Regions from separate parts of the Mus musculus genome. Here regions 1, 2, 4, 5, 6 and 7 are each linked to region 3. A link is a contact called in public HiChIP or PLAC-seq and promoter capture Hi-C data. All regions are on one chromosome and are shown on one strand. Each heading gives the region's core, a stretch centred on a gene start, on an enhancer-like site or on the middle of the called end of the contact. The rest is flanking DNA. Distances are from core to core; before and after follow the strand shown. Region 1 holds the start of Chpt1 (choline phosphotransferase 1). Region 2 overlaps Gnptab (N-acetylglucosamine-1-phosphate transferase, alpha and beta subunits). Region 3 holds the start of Prdm4 (PR domain containing 4). Region 4 holds the start of Appl2 (adaptor protein, phosphotyrosine interaction, PH domain and leucine zipper containing 2). Region 5 holds the start of Mybpc1 (myosin binding protein C, slow-type). Region 6 holds the start of Gnptab (N-acetylglucosamine-1-phosphate transferase, alpha and beta subunits). Region 7 holds the start of Washc4 (WASH complex subunit 4).

Region 1 (2,700 bases), core at 181-2,680, 2.6 Mb after region 3:
CGGGAACCAGTGAAACCCCAAACAGCTTAGTGTTTTAAATCACATGAAAACAAGTGACAGTGGAGGTACACGTGACAAACACAGTTGTTGGCAGGCAAGATGTTTTAAAGGGCAGGCTCCACTAAGCCCTTAAAAAGAAGTGTTTGCATGGATGCAGAACATGAGCTATTTCTATTGTATTCCTGGTATCCAACCTCGACTCTCGAGTTTGTGCACGATCTATATTTACACGTAATTACAGAGGGAGCGTAAAGAAAGTAATGCCATGGAATCTGCAATGTTATCCTATATAGTGTTTCAAGACACTCTCCCTTGTTTTTATGCTCTCTATACTCAGCCCAATGAACCACTTCTGACCACCACTGTCTAAAGCCCATGTTAATATTCTTACTTTAGACTTAGGTTGGATATAATTACAACTAATAAAATATGTTGGTATTTATAATCTCAAAGTCTAGATAATTGTAAAGACTGTCACCTACATCCTGTTTGTTTTTCATGAAAAAGCCAAGGAAGCAACGAGGAAGTTTCTTATCTTATCCAGAAATAACTTATCTTCGATCAGTGCTACCAGTAATTTCAGGATCGCTAGGCACCACCTTTGAGAAACAGAATTATAAAGTGCTAAAGGGCACTTGGCCTTACCTAACCCATCCACAAGTCCTGCTAGCATGGAGATGTAGGTATTTAATCTCCAGTGTGCGAAATATGGGCTGGTGGTCCCATGGCCCCAGGGATGAGATTGGCAGACAGGGCTGGGGCAGTAAGTGACCTTGACAGCGCCCCTGCCCCCCAGAGAAGCTCAGAATGGTCACAGGATTGGGGTAGTGGTGCGACAGTCTCTAGGAGCCCCGGGGAGGCTGAAAATGAATACTGCCAGGGGACAGCAATCTGGTCGCGTCCGCACCTCCCTCCTAGAGGGAGACCTAGAGGATGCTCCGCTACGCAGGGTCTCCCCGCTCCACTGACGCCTATAGTGGAGCCGTCTCCGAAGGAGGCCCAAGGGGGGCTCCAGGGAACAGTACCATCGGGCGGCCAGCCCTACCTCCTCCGTGACTGTAGGGCAGTAGAAGATGAGCACTAGTGTGGTGACCAGGTTGATGGCGAGGCCGATGAGGGTGATGGTGTTGGGGGCCATCCAGAGCGGGATCCATTGGAGCAGCCAGGTCCAGTAAAGCTGCAGCGGCGGCTCGAACAGCGACTCTCCCACCGCGGTGTAGCGGTGCTCCTCCAGCCGCCGCAGCTGCGCGGCACTGAGCGGCTCACCTAGCGCCTTTACCCAGCGCGGCGCCGGCCTGGCCCCGGCGCCCGCCGCCATGGCTGCCTGCGGGGCCCGCCGCGACCCGGCGCAGCCCGCGGCCCGCGCGGGGGGCGGAGAGAGCCGAGCGAGGGCACAGCGCCCGGGCCAGCTCCGCCGGTGGGACTCACTTAGCAGCGGGCCGCGGGGGCGGGGCCGGGCCTCGGGGGCGGGGCAAGGCCGGGCCACGGGGGGGTGGGGCCTCAGCGAGCTCGCGGGCGGTGGCGAGGCTGGGGGCGGGACCGGGGCGGGGCCTCAGTGAGCTTGGCTCTGGACGCCCCGGGAGGGGTCAAGCAGCCTGCGCTTTCAGACTCAGGTCGAGGGCAGCTCTGGCCCTGCCGCTGTGACTTTTCTATTGGGGCTCAAGGGTTCGCCCTCCTCTCCAGCCTTTGCTCAGGTTTCCGTGACGACGCTTGGCTAGCCTGGATCCTGGTTGAGCTGGTTTTTTTCTACTGAGTGGTAGGAACAACTCTGACTTGTGTGTCTATGCCCCGGCCTCTTATTAGTCAAGAAAATGTCGCCTACTGAAACCTGGAGTGGTCACCATGTATGTACTGATCAGAAAGTACTCAAGCACCATGGGAATATACAAAGGCCCCTCCGCATATTAACTTAGTTACCCCTCACTGCGGGATCAGACGGCAAGGTTTTAAAACAAACAAACAAAACCCCCAGATCTTAGAAATATTGTCGTCAAAGGGAAACTGAATGTTTGAAACTCAAATGCCTGTTTTTTCAGACCACTTGACACTCCTTCCTTGGAGCAGAGAAAATTCTTAGCCAGTTTCACAGTTTCTTCAGTGGAGAAGGCCGATTGCCACATAATGGAAGGTCACCAGCTCCTTACTTCACAATGCACCCATTTGGACTGGGGGCTGTCATAAGCATGTTCTATTGCCTAACCAGACATAGGCTGCCCACTTGATCTAGACGTAGTGGGTCTGATCTGTATGCACCTTTCTAACACATCAGACAAGCTGGAAACTACTTTCTGCTTTCTTGGATTAAGCAACAGAGGTCATGGGATACACTCTTCCTCACCTATTTTGAGGAACGGTTAGCAACTTTTGGCTCAAAAGACAGGCCTTCCATCTCATTCTCACAGCACACTACAGAAGTATGCGTCTTACATTTTTTAATTACTGGGAAAAAAAACAAAGAATAAAGTTTATGATGTTAGAATTGATATAATTTAAATCTCAGTTCTGTGACTATAGCTGTGTTTCTTCCCACAGAGGTGAGGAGTTGTATAGCACAAGATGACTTACAAAGTCTTGAATATTCATTACCTGGCCTCTTACCAAAAATAAAATAAAATAAAATAAAATAAAATAAAATAAAATAAAATAAAATAGCTGGGTGATGGTACTGCAGGCCTTTATCCCAGCACTTTCCAGTCAGAG
Region 2 (2,700 bases), core at 11-2,510, 2.5 Mb after region 3:
CAAGTTTAGCCAACAGTCATAAAGGGCAAAGAGCAACTGCCCCATCTCAGTGTGCTGTCAGAAGTAGATCTGTGCGGAAGAGCCTCCCCCACTGCTTCCAGCAATCCTCCTGCCTCAGCATCTCAAGTGCTGGTATTACAGATTCGCACCTTCAAACTAAGCTCTGAAATTACTATTTTTATAATTTATCACTCACATTTTTCTTACTCTGTGTGTGTTGTGTGTGTTTTTGTGTGTCTCTGTATGTGTGTGTCTGTGATACATGTCTATGTGTGGGTGTGTTGGGGAAAGTCGTAGAAGTAGTTAGAACTCTAACATGCACATCTATGAAAGCTTTCATTCATAAGGGGTTGTAGATATGTATAAAGTTTGAAAATATGAAATTCTGATTAATAGCAAATCCAGCCACCAATGTGTTTAAGATATAAGTGTATTTCTTAGCCATCAGCCCTGACCATTCTTTCTCTAAGGATCAACTTTGGTTGGCTGGTGACCTTTTCCCGAACATTTCTTATTCTCTGAATCATCTGCCTGGGACAGCCGTGTGGGTGTTTTCTTGATGACCTTACGTCACGTTGTTGTAGCACATTAGGGGGTGGAGGGTGGGGGTGAACACAGCCTCTTTTGTCTTAGAGGAGCAGGCGTACAGTCCTTGCCTCTGGAATGGTTGAAATCTGGCTCTCTCATGTTTTTACCATTTAACAAAATTTGTGAGGGGCTGGAGAAGGTGGGGGGTGGCGGAAAGGGAGTAGCGAGTTCTTTCTCAGTTCTTGCATTAGTCATTCCATCCACCCAGAGATCCCTGTAACTTTTTCCTCCTTCCCTGGCTTCGATGGGTTAAGGTGCTTTGTGTTACGGTGAGAAAACCGCTGTGTGAATGATGTCGTTTTTTTCTCGGTTCCCTTCTTCCCCATAGCTAGCTAGCTTTGTCCCTTAGTTTGTTTCCCCTTCCTCCTCTTCCTCCTCCTCTTTTCTTCATCCTCATTTTTGTTTGGGGCGGTCTCACTCTGTAATCCTGACTGGCCGGCAACTTGCTATGTAGACTAGACTGTCCTCAAACTTTGTAACCTTCCTGCCTCTGCTTCTTCTTGGTGCTCCAGGAACTCGCCACTGTGCCCAGCTGTCCCCTGTAGCCTTTCTTCGTCTGACATAGAAACAGTTCCAGAAGTGCAATCAGTTAGCATGCAGTACTTGTATGGACCGGAATAGCACGAAGCCGTATTTGGGTTGTATTTGTGGTTAATCTTCAGTTATCCTAAAATAGATGCCGCATTTCCTCCTTCCCCTGAGGTACTTTCAGTACTGATTTGAGCAGTTGAAACTATAGACAGATTAGCTTTCGTTTCAGTCAAACTTTATTTGGCTTTGGCTGAGTCGCTAACATCAGAATGACCGATAAATTACATCGGTCCTTTCCATTGCCGACTCATCCCCGTTATGTGGGAAGAATGGTGTTCCCGATTCTGTTTCTGTAAGTCCACATTAATCAAAAATTTAAAAGCAATTAGGAATTTATTTTGTCTTAATTGTGTGTGGATATTTTCACATCCTGCTGTGTTGGCCCACTTGTGTGCTGTCAACACCTGACATGCCTGTTGGTGACCAGTGTGTACTGACATAGATAACAGTTCTGAACAGCGGTAGGCTCTGCCAGCTGCTGCTGTGTGGTGTGTGCAGCTGGGTGTAAGGTGTAGCGGTGACTTGAGTTTGGAGAAATGGAGACCCAGTAGGAACCGATGAGGGCGCATTTGAGTTCAGTTTTTCCAGTCTGCGTCTGTTAGGGGAAAGTGCGGGCAACCCTTGCTCCCAAGAGTGTGTGTATATGTGTGTACAGGAGTAGGTGCATGGGGAGGCCAGAGGTTGATGTCAGGTGTCCTCCTTCGTTACTCTCCCCCTGATGAGCCGGAGTCTCTTATGGAATGTTTGGCCTCAGCCTCAGCGGTTGGCCAGGTTGCCTGACCAATGAGCTCTAGGGAATCTGTCTCCCTTTCCCCAACCAAGCGCTGAGCTTACAGGCCTGCTCGGCTCGTACACGGGTTCTGGTGACCAGAACTCAGGTCCCTATACTTTTATGCAGCCACTTCCCAGCCTCCGGCCCTTCCATTCTTCCCCTTCTGGTTCTGTTATACACCTTCTGAGAAGGGTGGTTCCTGTCATCGGTTCCCAGTCTTTCTAGATGGTTTTTATCAAATACCTCCTGCATGCCAGGGAGTATGTGAGAGAGAACAGAGGGAATTAAGACATTTCCTTGGGACATGAACACTTCCACTATAGCAGTGCCCAAGGACGCCTGGGTTTTAGTCAAGGTAGGAGTTAAATGGGCTTTGCACCTTAGCTGGGTCCTCAACAGAGCCACTGTTCCTGGGTTGAGAAGGGAGTGCTCTGAGAATAGCCTGGAAAAAAATGTTGAGGGCTGGGAAGTAGGTAGTGTGTCTGGGGAGTTCCTAAAGGCCACAGGCTTCCTTAGGGATGGCTGGGGAGATGGGCAAGGCAAGGTTGCAAGTTACCCTCTGATTCTCACATGCATGCTCTTGTGTTCATACATCCTCACACACATGCACACACATATGCACCACATGCACACGCATGCACACGCACAGACTCCCACACCACAAAATAAAAAATAAATAAATGACAAAGTTTAATCAGCAATGATTGTATTAAGTTCCTGGAACCCACTGAACTAGAACTTGCCTGATG
Region 3 (2,912 bases), core at 151-2,650:
GTCATCATCAATAATAACTCGTGTGAAATTCTGGACCTTCTCACACCCGTTCAAACAAGACTTTAGTAACAGAGGCTCAGCAGATTTCTGTTTGATGTGAGTCCCCAAAACGTGATGGCCTCAACAGCCATAAACCAAAGGTCACAAGTACTCAAAGACAGAAGACACCAGGAAGGAATGCTGCACACAGTGACTCCCAAGGGACCTTCCCCTTCAACAAGGCACAGCCATTCTACCAACCTCATATCACCGTCCTAAGAAGGCCTAAAGGATACTGAGTTCTTTCTGTCTTGTCACTGTGTCTTCTGCCAATTATTCTTAGCTGTTTTTATGTTTCTAACTGACCGAAGTTGATCAATTGTTGGTTGCAAACCTCGCGCTGTTTTCTGGAAATGACATTTAAGAAACTAACAGGAATACAGCCACTTTACAAAATGCATCAACCAGCTCCAATAATTTCAGTCAATACGTTTTCTCTTCCCCGCTATATTGACAGCCTTTTAAAAGCTTTTGGGGGCGGGGGGGGGGGGAACCCAGCTAAATACTGCTCCGTCTTTACTACTCCGCTAACACAGTACCTTCTAGTTCAGGAGACTTGCACAATTTAAAAACTTCACCTCCGCACTCCACCATCCCTGGCTACAGTAACCCGCAAACCCCCAAAGGTGAAGAACTATGATACTACAGTAACATTCCAAATTAAAATAGCGAAAGCTAAAATACGACAGGAAAGAGGTGCCAAGCAGCTAACAATGTACGGCTACTCAGAACAATCACCCCAGGAACCAACTAGTACTCTGGATATTTCTATTGGGTTCAGGTGCTCAAATCCATTTACGCGTCACACGTGTGGCCCGAAGGCACCCAAACAAAGACTGAGTCTCCGGCGGCGTCCGCCCCGCTCCCTCGGCCCTGCCTTGGGGACCTGCCCTGCTCACCTGCACGTCCAGGGCAGGGGGCCGGCGGCTGCTAGGTGCGCGATGGGGCCGGTGTCACGTGCTACCACATCCCGCCGGTGGCCGCGCCTCCCCGCACTGCCCGACGTCTCCGAGGGCCGGCGGCTGCGCTCCGCGGCGAGGGCCCGGCATGCTGGGCGGCGCCCGGGGCTGTTTTCCCAGAAGCGCTGGCAGCCGGACTGGCCGACCTGGAAGAAGAGAAGAGCGATCAGCCGTGGCCTTTCCCTGCCCCGGGCCGCTCGAGCCCGCCCCGCCGCGTCGCCCACCTGAGGCCCGCGCTGGGGAGCACTGGCCCGGCCGCCTGGCTCGTCATCGGGCCGAACGTCGGCCCGGACGCTCCTGCCTCCCGGGACCCCGCGCCCGGTTTACAGCTCTCCTAACATTTCCCGCCCGGCCCCGCCCGGTCAGGCCCGCCGCCTTCACGGGGCCGCACCCTCGGGGGCGCCTTTCCGGCTTCTCAGCCACTCCGGGCCCGTTTCCGGCTTCCCAGCCACTCTGCGTCCGTGCTACCTGCCTACGGCCTGCGCTCCGACCCGCTCTTCCGGGGATACGCACCGCCCCCTCTCTGCGTGTGGAGAACCGCAGAGCCCCGGGAGTGGGCGGGCTTAGAGACGCTCCACCCAGAGTGTTGCAGCTCAGCTGGGTGCCGATCCAATCGAGGGCCGAATAATCGCTCCGCCGTTGCTAGGAGACCAGAACTGATACACGTGCTAGGGGTGCGTTCTGAACTCCAACGTTCTCCAGACTCTGCTTTTCTGTCCAGATGGCATGGCCTCAAGTAGGGAAGCATGAATCCACATAACACAACGTTTTTAAATATAGGATTGGGCCAGACGGCGGTGTGGCCCAGGAGTAATCGGGTTTCGATTCTGAAACTCTTTTACCCTGTGTGAAGTTTCCCTGCTCCCACATCATAAAAGATGATGTTGGGATTTGTGCAGGTGTTTTTCTTCTCTCTTTGCCTTCCCGTCCCTTCTGCACGGACAGGCACAGTGCTTACTTAGAATAATCATTGGAACCACAACATCTGCTCGGTAGCCAACTTTTGACATAATGTTTATTCATATGAGTGGGTGGGTGGATGTGAAAGCAAATGTGCATGTGTAAAAGAAGTTAGAGAACAACTTACACTCTCTTTCCCACATGTGGGTACCAGGGACTAAAGAGCCTTACCCTCTTTGCCACCTTGTCAGTCTATTTATGGCAATATCCCATACCCCACAATTCACTAATCATACCTAAGTATTTACCCAATACAGAAACATATACATGTGTGTATGTATGTATGTATGTACAAAGACATATGTACTAAGTTCCTTGCAACTTTGTTAATGATCTGTCATCAACCAATAAAGAGTTGCACTGAATCACCGTTGTGGAGCCCTAGGCAGCAATAAAAAGTAACAAGCTATTTGCATGTAGGTAGACCTCTAGAAGCTTTCTACACTGAGCAAAAAAACATCAGAAACAAAAGACTAGAAGTCTGTATAAAATTCTAGAAAAGGCCAAGACTTTACTAACAGCTCTGATGGATGTTGGAAGTTAGTGATAGGTGAAGAGATGAAATTGCCTATATAGAAAGACAGACATGAGGGACCATTTTGGATAATGGTTACATGCCTGTATATGTTTATAAAGATTGATCAAATAGTAAAGATTGGTGAGTTTTGTCATGTGTAAAAATGCATTTAAAAAGTAAGAGGTGGGGCATAGTGGTGCACACGAGTACTACCAATACTTGAGGATACTAAGGCAGGAAGGTCAGAAATTCAAGGTCATTCTGGTTTACATAGTAAGTTCTAGACAGACCTGGCATCTTTATAAAGACAATATTTAATTAGGGCTGGCTTATCCGTTCAGAGGTTCAGTCCATTATTATCAAGGTGGGAACATGGCAGCATCCAGGCAGGCATGGTGCAGGAGGAGCTGAGAGTTCTACATCTTCAACTGAAGGCT
Region 4 (2,700 bases), core at 48-2,547, 2.3 Mb before region 3:
AAACGGTCTGTCTTTGACCTTCCGTGTCACCAAGTACAAAGCAAATGGAAAGCCCTATTCACAACCACGGTGGTTATGATTTCCACACGCTTATGTTCAGATCCTAACGACAGGGGAGGAAGGCTGAAATGCTTTCCAACAAAGGCTGGGGTCCAAAGCAAACACCTGACATCCAGAGCTGTATAAGGAAGCCTGCGAAGAATTAGCACAATACATGCCAGTCTGTTTAAAAAGTTGAATCAGTTAAAAAACAAAACAAACAAACAAACAAACAAAACAGGCTGAGCATAACAACACATCTGTAATCCCAGCACCCAAGATGTAAGTTCAAGGCTAGCGTGGTCTACAGGGCAAGTTTTCAGTCCAGTTATGGCTACATAGTAAGACCTTGTATCAAAACAAAACACAACAAAAAACAAAATCCCAAGTAATGGGAATACTAATTATCACAGCTTGCTTACATATCCTTGCTCCTCTACATGGGGACAATCATTCAGAACTGAGCCTAAGACAGGCACACACCGATAGCCCTTTTGATTTATTCTGCAAGGGAGAGATGGGGGAAATGTAGGTAAACTCATCAAACTTCCATCTGGGAGGTACAAGTTACTTTGGGAGCCAAGGAAGAAACCCGAAAGAAGAGGAGAGACTGTGAAGAACAGCTTGAGCCTTTCTAGTTTTTTCAGGACCGGAGATACTAGAGGATGAAGGTATTTATTTAAATAAGCTAGGGATGCCATACCAGGAAAGGGAATAGAAGATCCCTGGGGAAAGTCCTGTGACTTCTGAACTACTGTCACTATGCACTATCTCAAGCTCAAAGGGCTTGATTCACATCTCCACTATATTAATGAAGCCCCATCACCACCACCCTGTGGCACAAATGGGGCAAATGTTGGAATTTTCTCTTCCCTGGGTCGACTTGGCGATGGATCCAGGTTTTCTGTGCTTCCTATTCCGGCCCCTGCATTCATTAGGTCTCGTGGACTCGTTAGTACCAGCAGCGTCTGTGTGGATAGTGCTGTCGCCTTCTTCTGCACGAGACACTGCTTGAAAACCTTGTTACCCTGCTAGGGAGCTACTACTGTGGGACAACGACTGCCCGACCTCCCCGAGCGCCGGTGGGGCACCGCGGCTCCCTCCCAGCCTTCCCGGGGGTACCTGGGGGCTGTCCTGCAGCGCCTCCTCCAGCAGGAGCTTGTCCACGGCGGGCATGGCGCGGCGGCGAGGGAGCGCGGGATGCGAGGAGGGGACACTCGGCGCTCGGGGACTTGAGACTTAGCTCGGAGCCCGCGCCTGCCCACTCTCCGCGGCCCGCCCCTCAGCCCGGCCCCCCGCTGCCGGGATCAACAGGAAGTGTGGCAGGCGCCGGACATGTAGACAGTCCGGGACAGGACACCGGAAGTGTGGCGACCACGCTTCCGTCCGATCCCGGGGCTTCGGGCCCCTCCGGCCAGCGCAGCAGCACCGGGAGGTTCCGGCTGGAGGCTGCCCTCCCCGGTGCTCGAGGCTGCCCTCCCCCGTGCTCATGGCGCATCTCCGGGTGGGACGATAGGCTTTTATCTTCTTGCGGTTCTGCAGATTGCTCTCTCTGTGTGGGAGGAGATAAGAGTGAACAGATTTTGCAGTTGTTCTCTGGCCTCTTTTTGGGGTGTGTGGGGGGGGGGGCGGGGGTAGGGAGTCAGGCTGTCATCTAACTCGCTGTGTAACTGAGGATGATTCTAAATTTCTGATCCTCTTGCCTCCACTTTCAGAGCGTGATGGGATAACAGACTTCGACTACCAAACTGGAGTTTTGTGCAGTGCTGGGGATCAAACCCAGGGCTTCCTTCAAGTTAGGCAAACCCTCTACCAAAGTAGCCACACCCCCAGCCTTGGCGTCTTCTTATTTTATTTTTTAATTTGGGTTAGAAGATGGGCTTGGGTAGAGCAGGAGAGATGGTGTAAAGGACATTGCAGAAGATGTGAGTTTGCTTCTCAGCACCTGGTAGGAGGCTGTGGCATGCACCTTATTTCCCGTAGGGACATGCATGGGCACACTCATGTGCACGTATCTCCCATAGGAAATGCACACACCATTTAAAAATACAACAAGACAAATTATATTTAGTGTGTGAAGTTCAGAAGACAAACTGTGAAAGACTTTTCTCCTTCCAACCATGGGGATTCTGGATATTAAACTCAGGTCTCAGGCTTGGAGATAAGTGCCCTTAACTATTGAACCATCTTACCAGCCTCTGGCCTCTTTTTTTTTTTTTTAAATACCAGGACAGGCCCACACTCAAACAGTTCAGAGCACAGACATTACGTGTGTGTGTGTGTGTGTGTGTGTGTGCGTGCGTGCGTGTGTGTGTGTGTGTGTGTGTGTGTGTGTGTGTGTTTTCCGTGATATTCAGATCACTGCTAAATGATTTGGGGCCATATAATTAGGTCTCATCTTCCTGGTTTTTTAAGGTTTTTCGTTATGGAGAATTTCATAATGAAATTTTCGGGGTTAGAAAGGATAGATTATGTAGTTCTGTGATGTCATTTAAAAGTGAGAAGAAGGGACACTGGAGAATGAGATACTTTACTCAGGACCCTACAGCGTAGGCTGGAGAAAGAAGAAAAGGTTGTGTAGAAGGTCAGAAGTGGAATTTGACGTATATTAAAGGCACGAGTTTCAATGGATTGACACATAAAATCAGTACTATTTGTCCA
Region 5 (2,700 bases), core at 49-2,548, 2.7 Mb after region 3:
GATTCAAAAAGCCCAAGTGAAACGGATTTGATTCAAATATTTGCATTTTTGTATTAGTTCCAAAGAAGCAAAACATCAAAAACTTGGCTTGTCAAAAACTTGGCTCATCAAAAACTTGGCTCAAGACTCAAAGGTATTCCTCTCCTCTGCAGTCTTTAGTAAGGGGTGAAAGATTTATGTCATCCCAAGGGAAACCAGAGTATGAGGTAATAGTTATAAAAGATGTTTCCACTAGAAGTTAATGTATTAATGAGAATGTACATTTTCATTATTTTCATAACCTCTAACACTAATTTAATTCCATTACTAACCAGAAATTTTAAAATACTGATCTTTTTATAGAAAGGAGAAGTTTTTCTTCTAATGAAGACTACTCTTTAATTGTCTTTCGTTTTTATTCTTAGTTATTTTCTTAAAGGCTACATATTTTAAGATTGTATGCCGCAAAACTCAGGAGAGGTGCAACCTACCACTCATATTCAGAAAAAATTTCTTTCCCAGCAAGAAATTTCAAAGCTGGGCTCCCAAAGGACAATCAAAGAAGAATTCTTATTTGTATATTTCAAATGCCTTTCTGTGAAAAAGAAGAAAAACTACAAATAATATCACAGATTCTTATTATTTGAAAACTTGACCAAATTTATAAAGTGCTTGAAAAAACATCCGATGTTCCAAGCACTGCACACTGCAAACACAAGGTGGAAATTTAGAGAAACAAAGTTAAAAAAAAAACAGCTTGAAAATGCAGCCTTCTTACCGTGAGCAGTTAACATCTTTCATGTAAGCATTTTAAGGACCTTTTGAAATTGAATAATACATTTTCCATTTAATCATTGGAATCAATATAACTTTATAAACTTTTTCAGATATTTCTCAGTTAATTATATAGTCTTCTGGTCTTTTCACACCCATTTTTTAAAATCTTTGTACCCCAGTAATTCTACTGTTTTATAGTCTTTTTTTAAAAAACAATCAGACAACTGTTTAAAAATAAATACTAAAATAAATATTAGAGACCATAAGAAGAATATTTATAGGTGTTCTTACCCTCTTTCTTAGTGGGTTCTGGCATGACCACAACAAAAGATTACTCTCCAAAAGGTTTTCTCCTTTCTAGCAGCGGTTGACAGAAACCCCAAGGGCAGCAGAGAGATGGTGTGGGTCAGTGTGACAAGCAGCTGCTTAGAGGTGGACCGGTTTTATACAGGCTCCGACCATCAATCATGTTGGCGCCTCCCTACTTCGGCACAAGGATGCTGAAACCTGACAGCTCTGGGACCTTTCTCACATCTGTTGTCTGCGCTCCGCTCTCCCGCCTGCTGGAAGGACTCTCCTGTCCGTCTCGTGTGGCAGATGCGAGCATCTCTAACTTTCTAAATTCAGCTGTGCCTCGTGCTCTTTCCTGTTCTCTGCCTGTTCCACAGAAGCGTGTGCCGACTCAGCAGTGCACGGAGTTTTCTGGGCGATGAAATAAATAGATGAAAATCATACTACATGAGCCTGGCTTCTCTCTTAATTTTTATTAAAACTTTTTTTAAGGTATATTAAGAAGATCATTTTTATGCCCACATTATTTGTTCATTTTCCTTATTTCTTAGTTAATGAGATTAAAAATTTTTATTGTATTTCTACACCAATGTTAACTAGTCAGTTAAATATTTTGTTTCATTCTCTCTACTAAGAATAGCAAAGCTGTCTATTTTAGGATACATTGCTCTTGCAACATTTTCAAGAGACAGATATTCTTTTTAAAATTACAAGCATATAAACAAGAATGGAACAAACAGATATGCCACAATGTGAATAGAACTTGAGAGAAACCAGCAATAAAATATAGGTTATACAGTCAAGTTATCCAACCATACTTTCATGAAATATCCTGCCTAGGTAAACATATAACATTGGCAAATAACTTAAGTGATTGTCACAGGCTAGGGGAAGTAGAATTAGAACTGAAGGCACATGAATGCAAAGCTTTTCCTGGCAATGATGAAGGTGTTCTGGAATTGGAGTGTGGGAATGGTTTCATAGCTTTGTGAAATACACACACACACACACACACACACACACACACACACACACACACACACACCACTAAACTGTACATGTGCAACATAAGTAAAGAAAGTCAGATAGACCAGACAATGTTTTGATTCACGGTGACAAATGGCTTCCCCAGAACACCATGAGTAAACAGAACAGTGATTATTAAGATGGCAAATGGGCCCAAAAATATAATCCAAGACAGTCACAGAAGGTATCAGACTTGGTCACTTAGCCTGAAACCTAGAGGAACTAATGAGACCACATGTGTTTTTAACAGAATGTCCCGAACCAGCCACATTGTCTCGGTTAATTTCCCCTGTGACTGAGAGCACAGCTGGGCAGACTTAGTTCTACCAAGCACCGTGCCAAGCTAGGTTTTCATATACGGATGGGAACTCTAGCTCTCAATAGCATCATGAGTTAGCTATGCGGGAAGTCAGAGAGGCAGGCTGGACAGCACTTTCAACGAATACCCCCCTGTTAAGAAAGCCTTCTCTTGTTCTACTGAACACGCCATTCGCCTTTCAAACAGACTCTTTGCTCTTAGATGACAATGGGTTAATGTCAACCACAGAACAGTATATTCTGAATATCACGTTAGACCTGGCTTGAAAGAAGGACAAAGAGCCTACCTGTGTCTACCATGGGGATGTC
Region 6 (2,899 bases), core at 314-2,813, 2.5 Mb after region 3:
ATACTGGGGGGAGGAGGGAATAAACTAAGTATCAAGTTTGAGAAACACAGTCAAGAACATCAGGACAAACCAAGAATAAGACTAATGGAGATTACAAAGATAAAGGGCACAAAGCATTCAACTGGAACGCCTGATAAAAGAGGTGGGTAGTGCCGCCCTGTAATCCCAGGTGGAAGGGAGGGAGGGAAGAGTTCAAGGCTTGCCTGGCTACATTGGGAGTTAGAACCCAGCCGGGGCTTCTTGAGACACTGTTTCAAAATCCTCCACACCGTTCTGTCCCAGCTTCCCCCACTCCTGTCCCCTCCCCTTCCCACCCTCCCCCCACCAAGCAAAACAAAACCTAATAATTCCCAAACCAACCAACAAAACCAACGAAAGCTTCAGAAGAAAGAGGATAAGTTGAGGACTAGACGAATGAAACAAAGTAGGAAAGTGAGGGGTTTCATTTTAATTTTCTTTTGTTTATTGACAAGGTCTCACTACCAAGACCAGGTTGGCTTTGAACTCATAACCTTCTTGCCTCAACGTCCCAAGTGCTCAACAGGTATGCACTGTGGTAGACACTGCATTTGAGAGTATGCCGTGTAATGAGGGTAATTCCCCACTCCCACCCCACCCCCACACAAAAAGACCCAGGTAGGCCCAAACAATTCTCCAAGTGAATTTGACCCGAAAACTTAGTTAGTTCTCTATAACACTCCAGTTCCTTTTTAAAATTTTTTATAATTAACAATGCCAATTCAATAGCTATACTACCCAGTTGTATTTGAAAGGGTTTCTGAAATGGCTCAGCAGGTTAAGGTGATGCCAAGCCTGACTTCAGTTCCTTGAACCCGCAGCATGGAAGGACAGAAACAAGTGACCCTCACCATACACTCACACACACACACACACACACACACACACACACACACGCACACGCACACGCACTCACACACACGCGCACGCGTGCGAGTTCCCCTGCATACACAAACTTATAAGCAGATTGATTACCTATCAAAAGCTAAGGCTTCAGATAGTAACTAAATCCGTTAGTTTTCCCTGCTTTGCCACAATCAGCCTACCTGTGACCTCAAAAAATTTTTTTTGATAAATGCCCGATTAGTGACTTTTGTTTTTCCAAAACCAATTAAACCTCGTGTACGAACGTCTAGAGTAGATTATGTCATTTGGGACAAGCCGAATATGCATTCCCTAGCCACGATCTTTCAAATTTTCTTTCGAAGATAAACTTGAGGCAGGAGCTGTGTTTTTTTGGTTCATCAGGATTGCCCATTGGCACACTGCAGGGGACAGCCCGGGTCGCTTACCTGTTGGTTGGGTGGGTCCCACCGTGCAGAAGGCAGAGGGCCCAAAGGGCAGGGCCCACGGCGCACGCGCAGATGGGAGGGCGCGCGCCTGCCCTTGCCCCTCCGCCCTCTAGGTGGCGCTGGCGACTCGCCGCCGCCTCTCCGAGGCCAACCCCGGGTGGCGCCGGGCGCCTTGCGGGCCCTGGGTCCGCCTCCGCCGCGCCGAGGGCGTGGGCTCCGGGCTCCCGGAAGCGGCGGCCGCGGCGTGGAGCCCAGCGGGCCGTCGGTCGCCGGAGCGACAATGTGCGGCAGCCGGGGGCTGTGAGCTAAGCGCGGCGGCGCGTCCGGGGGCCCCTGAATGGCGGCTCGCTGAGGCGGTGGCGCGGCGCGGGCTCCTCCTGGCGTGGGGTGGCGGGGCCGGGGTGATGCTGCTTAAGCTCCTGCAGAGACAGACCTATACCTGCCTATCCCACAGGTATGGGCTCTACGTCTGCTTCGTGGGCGTCGTTGTCACCATCGTCTCGGCTTTCCAGTTCGGAGAGGTGAGTAGCGGAGCCCGAGCCCCGGAGCCGCGTGCGCAGCATTCCCCGATTGAGCCCCGCGGTGCCGGCACCCCGAATCTCCCTTCTGCCTCCCCATCTTCCCTGCAGCCTGGGGACCAGCACACGGCCCACTAGTCCCAGGCGCTGAGCGTGCATCCTCTCCCCGGCTCGCCTGCAGCAGCTGGACTGGACGTCCGGGCCTCGCGTGCTTCAGCGTGCGCATGGATCCCCTTCCTTCTGCAGGGTGTCCCCAAGAGTCCTCTGGCCATTTGATTTTGGCTCTAAGGCCTTGCGCTGGTGAAACTCTCTCCTAGGGTTTGTATTTTTCTGTAGTGATCCTTCATTCCCTGGCTCTCCGTAGGATCCAGTCCTGCGGTGCCACCCTACTAGTCCTTCACCGTTGACAAAACACCTTATCTTCTGTTTCTTCTGGATCGCAGACTTTGTCTTAGAGGCATGCGCGGCTTTGCATGTGAATTTTGCGCCGTTTTGCATGTGAATTTTGCGCCGTTTTGCATGTGAATTTTGCAGAGTGAAAGGGAGATTTTTTTAAATTAACTTTTTTCCTTTTTCATAATGGCTCTGCTGTTTTGTACAGCTGCATGCCAGCGGGTTGGAGGCCTTACTAGTGAGAATGCACACGCTGATGGGAAGCACCAAGTGCTTATCTCAGAGTAGGGCCCTTGTCAGGTGACTAGGACTGCCTGCGGATCTTGGACTCCAGCCCCGGACCTCTTGAGAGCCAGCACAGACCCACCCTTGCGTCATGGGCTATGCTAATACTTTTTAGATCAAGTCGCTGGTCCTTCTTGGACTGAGAACTGCGTTTAATTGATGTGCAGTGAAGCAGTTTGATTAGACTGTAAACTCTTCAAAGAGCACAGACAACCGGTTTGGGAGGTGTGAGCAGCCAGGTTAAATGAATTTTATGCTCCTTTGGAGACATACCTTGAACGTTCTGGGGACTGCCATTACTCTTCAGTTTAAATTTCAGTTATTTGATTCTTGGGTAGTCTAGTACAGTCTTCGCCATCTTAAGTGTGCAAAGGGGTATGAGCAGGTCAGAAA
Region 7 (2,808 bases), core at 38-2,537, 2.4 Mb before region 3:
ATGTGTTTGTCAGCTGTCACTGTAACAAACACTTTTGTTAGAAAAAAAAAGCATTTTCTAATTTCTTTGCAATGCCAGGCATGGTGACACATGCCTGTATTCCCAGCACTTAGGAAAGCACTTTACAAAGTAAAGATGTTCATTTGTGGCTCAGATCTGTAGAGGTTTCCCTCCATAGCCTTGTCACAGGCCCAGGAGCAGCAGGGACTCTCAGCTACGATAATGAGATCTTGTCTCAAAATAAAACCAAGCCCAAACCTTAGCATCTCAGAACATGCTCTTCAAGAGAACATTCTATATTGATTTGTGGTACTTTATATAATGCAAATAACTTTAAAACTCTGCTTGAAAAAGACTCAGCTAATAGACACAAGAAAAATTTAAGAGCCACTTTGTATTAATGAGCACCTACCCGTTTTCAAGTAATCCAGTCTTCTTTAATGAGATTTGAATTCTTCCTATGCATTTGCAAACACATGAGCATAAATAAACGTTTACGTCGATTGTAGATGTTACAGCAAATATGCATTGTTCTAAAATCGACTCCTCTCCTTTTTTTTTTTTTCTTTTTTTTCTTTAATGCCATTTGAGACCTATTTCATTTTGTAGCTTTCTAGGAGTTCAGAGTATGGATGTCTTAAATTTTACATTATGATTTTTTTTTTGATGCTATTTAGACTGCTTCGTAGAAGTACATACTAAAAACTGCCCTGATAGAAAGCGTTTTGTGTAAACGTTAGGATAGATGTAGAACTCAGGGTAACACAGTTCCCACCCCACCTTCTTAAAAGCAAGGAAAGAAAGAATAGTGATCTATGTAAAGCAAACCCAGTAGTGAGATTGCTTGGTGGCGTTCTTAAAGTCATTACTTTTTTACACACACAGGTCTTTTCTCAACAAATAATCTGCACAGGAAGTGCAAGGGGATCAAGGAATCGCGAGGGTAAAGACAGAAAGGGAGCTGGTGAGACAGGCATCTTGGTCCAAGGGCTCGGGCAGTGTCCAGGTGAAGGACCGGGTCTTGCGTTGGGCCCCACCCGGTTATTTCCATTCTTTCCAGGTTAGACTGAGGGAGTAATCCCCTAGGATATAAAAAAAAAAGAGCCTCGAGGAACGGAATGTGCCCTGAGAACAGTCGTGAACGGCAGCGAGACCAGGAAAGGATGCAGGATGCCAACGGCAGCCATCACTATGGCGGCCGCGCCGGGAGCAGGCGGTCGACTCGCTTTCCCAGCGGCTCCCGCGGTCCGCAGGGCCGAGAGTCCACTGGCTCTGGCGTGCGGGGGCGGGGCCGAAGCCGGAAGTCACGTGCCGTGACAGCGGCTGGGGTGAGGCCCGCGTCGCGGCTGTGGCTGCTCGGGGCTGTGTCTGTGGGAGGTTCCGCGGCGATGGCCGTGGACACTCTGTCGCCCGACTGGGACTTCGACCGCGTGGACGACGGCTCTCAGAGTAAGCCCCGGCATCGGGCGAGGCGGGCCGGGCGGCGCTGCGGACGGAGGGCGGCGCGGTGCGGCGCCGCGCTGCGCAGCCGCCCTCTCGGGACCCTCCCGCTGGGTGGGACTGGGGCGCTCTGCGTGACCGTGTGGTCGCGTCTGGCCGTGCACTCGCACCCTGCGTCCCTCCCGGAATCGGTGACGGGCCAGCGGTGCCATCGCTGGGGAGCCCCGCGCGAGGCCATCCTCCCGGGTTGTCCATCCCGTCCCAGGGTTTGCCCCAGATGCTCAGCCTTCAGTTCTAGAAGAGTCTGGGTTCCCGTTTCGGTTTCCTGTTTTTCTTTGCTTCTCAAGCCAACTTTTGAAGTTTGGATTCACGTTCTTAGAACCACAGAGACAGCTAAAAACAGCTCTTTCTGGCCTTAAAAAAAAAATCAACCAACATAGGAATATCTTATTCCTTCTCGGCCCTTTATTGATTTTTAAATAGCTGAAAAGGTTTTTAAATCTATTTTAACTTTTTAAAAAATCAGATCTGCTTCGCAGTTGCCTCATGACGTCAAGTCCAAGTTTATGTTTAAAATCACTTCCAACCCCAAAAGCCTCATAGTTTGTTTCAGCATAAATGGACAACCCAAACTAATTAGAGACACTCTGGAGGTTGATTTGTTTGTTTGTTTGTTTGTTTGTTTTTTCTGTGTGATAGAAGATATATTGGGGCGAGTTGCCCAAGAAATTTTTAAATGCATACCTTTCCCAAAAGTAGGAATGCCTTTAAAAATAAAGTACAGCTGCATTATGAATTATTTTACAGAGATACTAGACCATGTACAGATTCCTATGTAACTGTGTTTTGCCTTTACATCTAGTTGAACTATGTTCAGGGTGCTGGGCAGATCTTAAGATATTGGTCTTAGTCAGCATAAAGAAAAATCTAGATGGAAGGATAGTAACCACCCCTTCTCCTCCCCCCCCCCCCCCCCATTGTGCGCTGAGGTCCCTACTTTAGTTTAATCTAACCAAAGTTGGAATGAAGGTATACTGGGTTTCAGCTTTAAGTGGAATGAATGATCAGTTATTTAGACATAATCAGTTTTTTAGATGCTCAGGACTGGGGAAAGGAGTGGAAACAGGACGTGGGTGAGGACACAATATAAAAACCATGTATGTATGAAAATGCCATGGTGAAACTCATAATGTTGTTTACTAACTTTAAAAAGTAGTAGGAAAACTACAAGAAATGCAGTTTGTTGGGAGGGGGAGTATGTTATGCACAGAGGGCCACTGGTTCTTAGTCTCTTCTTGTACTTTAAGAACTTTTATGAGTTCATAGCTACTTGTTATCTTACTGGCAAGGAATTTAGTGTTGCTGTCG

The links. Promoter capture Hi-C pulls out the DNA fragments that hold promoters and counts their contacts. HiChIP or PLAC-seq counts read pairs in DNA pulled down with a chosen protein or histone mark. Capture Hi-C pulls out chosen DNA fragments and counts their contacts.
Region 1: a contact with region 3 is called in a promoter capture Hi-C map of adipose tissue, with 4 times the contacts expected there. The contact joins the promoter of Chpt1 here to the promoter of Prdm4 in region 3. A contact is called at or near these places in 4 of 39 promoter capture datasets (hippocampal neurons, liver and pre-B cells) and 1 of 9 other capture datasets (adipose tissue).
Region 2: an H3K27ac HiChIP or PLAC-seq map of large pre-B cells shows a contact between it and region 3, with 3 times the contacts expected there. The contact joins the enhancer-like site here to the promoter of Prdm4 in region 3. A contact is called at or near these places in 6 of 39 promoter capture datasets (the 3T3-L1 cell line, the C10 cell line, hippocampal neurons and 2 more) and 1 of 115 datasets of contacts at active chromatin or transcription factors (large pre-B cells).
Region 4: a promoter capture Hi-C map of liver shows a contact between it and region 3, with 9 times the contacts expected there. The contact joins the promoter of Appl2 here to the promoter of Prdm4 in region 3. A contact is called at or near these places in 2 of 39 promoter capture datasets (hippocampal neurons and liver).
Region 5: a contact with region 3 is called in a promoter capture Hi-C map of hippocampal neurons, with 7 times the contacts expected there. The contact joins the promoter of Mybpc1 here to the promoter of Prdm4 in region 3. A contact is called at or near these places in 2 of 39 promoter capture datasets (hippocampal neurons and liver).
Region 6: a contact with region 3 is called in a promoter capture Hi-C map of pre-B cells, with 9 times the contacts expected there. The contact joins the promoter of Gnptab here to the promoter of Prdm4 in region 3. A contact is called at or near these places in 3 of 39 promoter capture datasets (hippocampal neurons, liver and pre-B cells) and 1 of 9 other capture datasets (adipose tissue).
Region 7: a promoter capture Hi-C map of liver shows a contact between it and region 3, with 16 times the contacts expected there. The contact joins the promoter of Washc4 here to the promoter of Prdm4 in region 3. A contact is called at or near these places in 3 of 39 promoter capture datasets (hippocampal neurons and liver), 1 of 115 datasets of contacts at active chromatin or transcription factors (astrocytes) and 2 of 9 other capture datasets (adipose tissue and liver).

What each region holds. Positions count from the first base shown.
Region 1 is chr10:88,502,540-88,505,239 of GRCm38.p6, forward strand. Chpt1 (choline phosphotransferase 1) reads right to left here and starts at 1,431. Exons shown (of 8, transcript NM_144807.3): 1 at 1,046-1,431. The coding sequence starts at 1,318.
Region 2 is chr10:88,419,606-88,422,305 of GRCm38.p6, forward strand. All of the region lies in intron 7 of Gnptab (N-acetylglucosamine-1-phosphate transferase, alpha and beta subunits), which reads left to right. Among named protein-coding and RNA genes, the nearest start is that of Sycp3, 39 kb to the right of the region's middle. Within about 2 kb of position 1,261, at least 107 of the 459 cell types and tissues checked have an H3K27ac peak or open chromatin away from gene starts, as enhancers often do. A contact at or near this core is called in pre-B cells, where this site is marked.
Region 3 is chr10:85,915,586-85,918,497 of GRCm38.p6, forward strand. It overlaps Prdm4 (PR domain containing 4), which reads right to left and starts at 1,401. Exons shown (of 12, transcript NM_001302886.1): 1 at 1,223-1,401; 2 at 939-1,144.
Region 4 is chr10:83,647,367-83,650,066 of GRCm38.p6, forward strand. Appl2 (adaptor protein, phosphotyrosine interaction, PH domain and leucine zipper containing 2) reads right to left here and starts at 1,298. Exons shown (of 21, transcript NM_145220.2): 1 at 1,162-1,298. The coding sequence starts at 1,215.
Region 5 is chr10:88,603,854-88,606,553 of GRCm38.p6, forward strand. It overlaps Mybpc1 (myosin binding protein C, slow-type), which reads right to left and starts at 1,299. Exons shown (of 29, transcript NM_175418.5): 1 at 1,048-1,299. The coding sequence starts at 1,072.
Region 6 is chr10:88,377,705-88,380,603 of GRCm38.p6, forward strand. It overlaps Gnptab (N-acetylglucosamine-1-phosphate transferase, alpha and beta subunits), which reads left to right and starts at 1,564. Exons shown (of 21, transcript NM_001004164.3): 1 at 1,564-1,831. The coding sequence starts at 1,715. It overlaps Gm40733 (predicted gene, 40733), which reads right to left and starts at 1,360. Exons shown (of 5, transcript NR_168608.1): 1 at 1,311-1,360.
Region 7 is chr10:83,542,654-83,545,461 of GRCm38.p6, forward strand. It overlaps Washc4 (WASH complex subunit 4), which reads left to right and starts at 1,288. Exons shown (of 33, transcript NM_001033375.2): 1 at 1,288-1,449. The coding sequence starts at 1,389.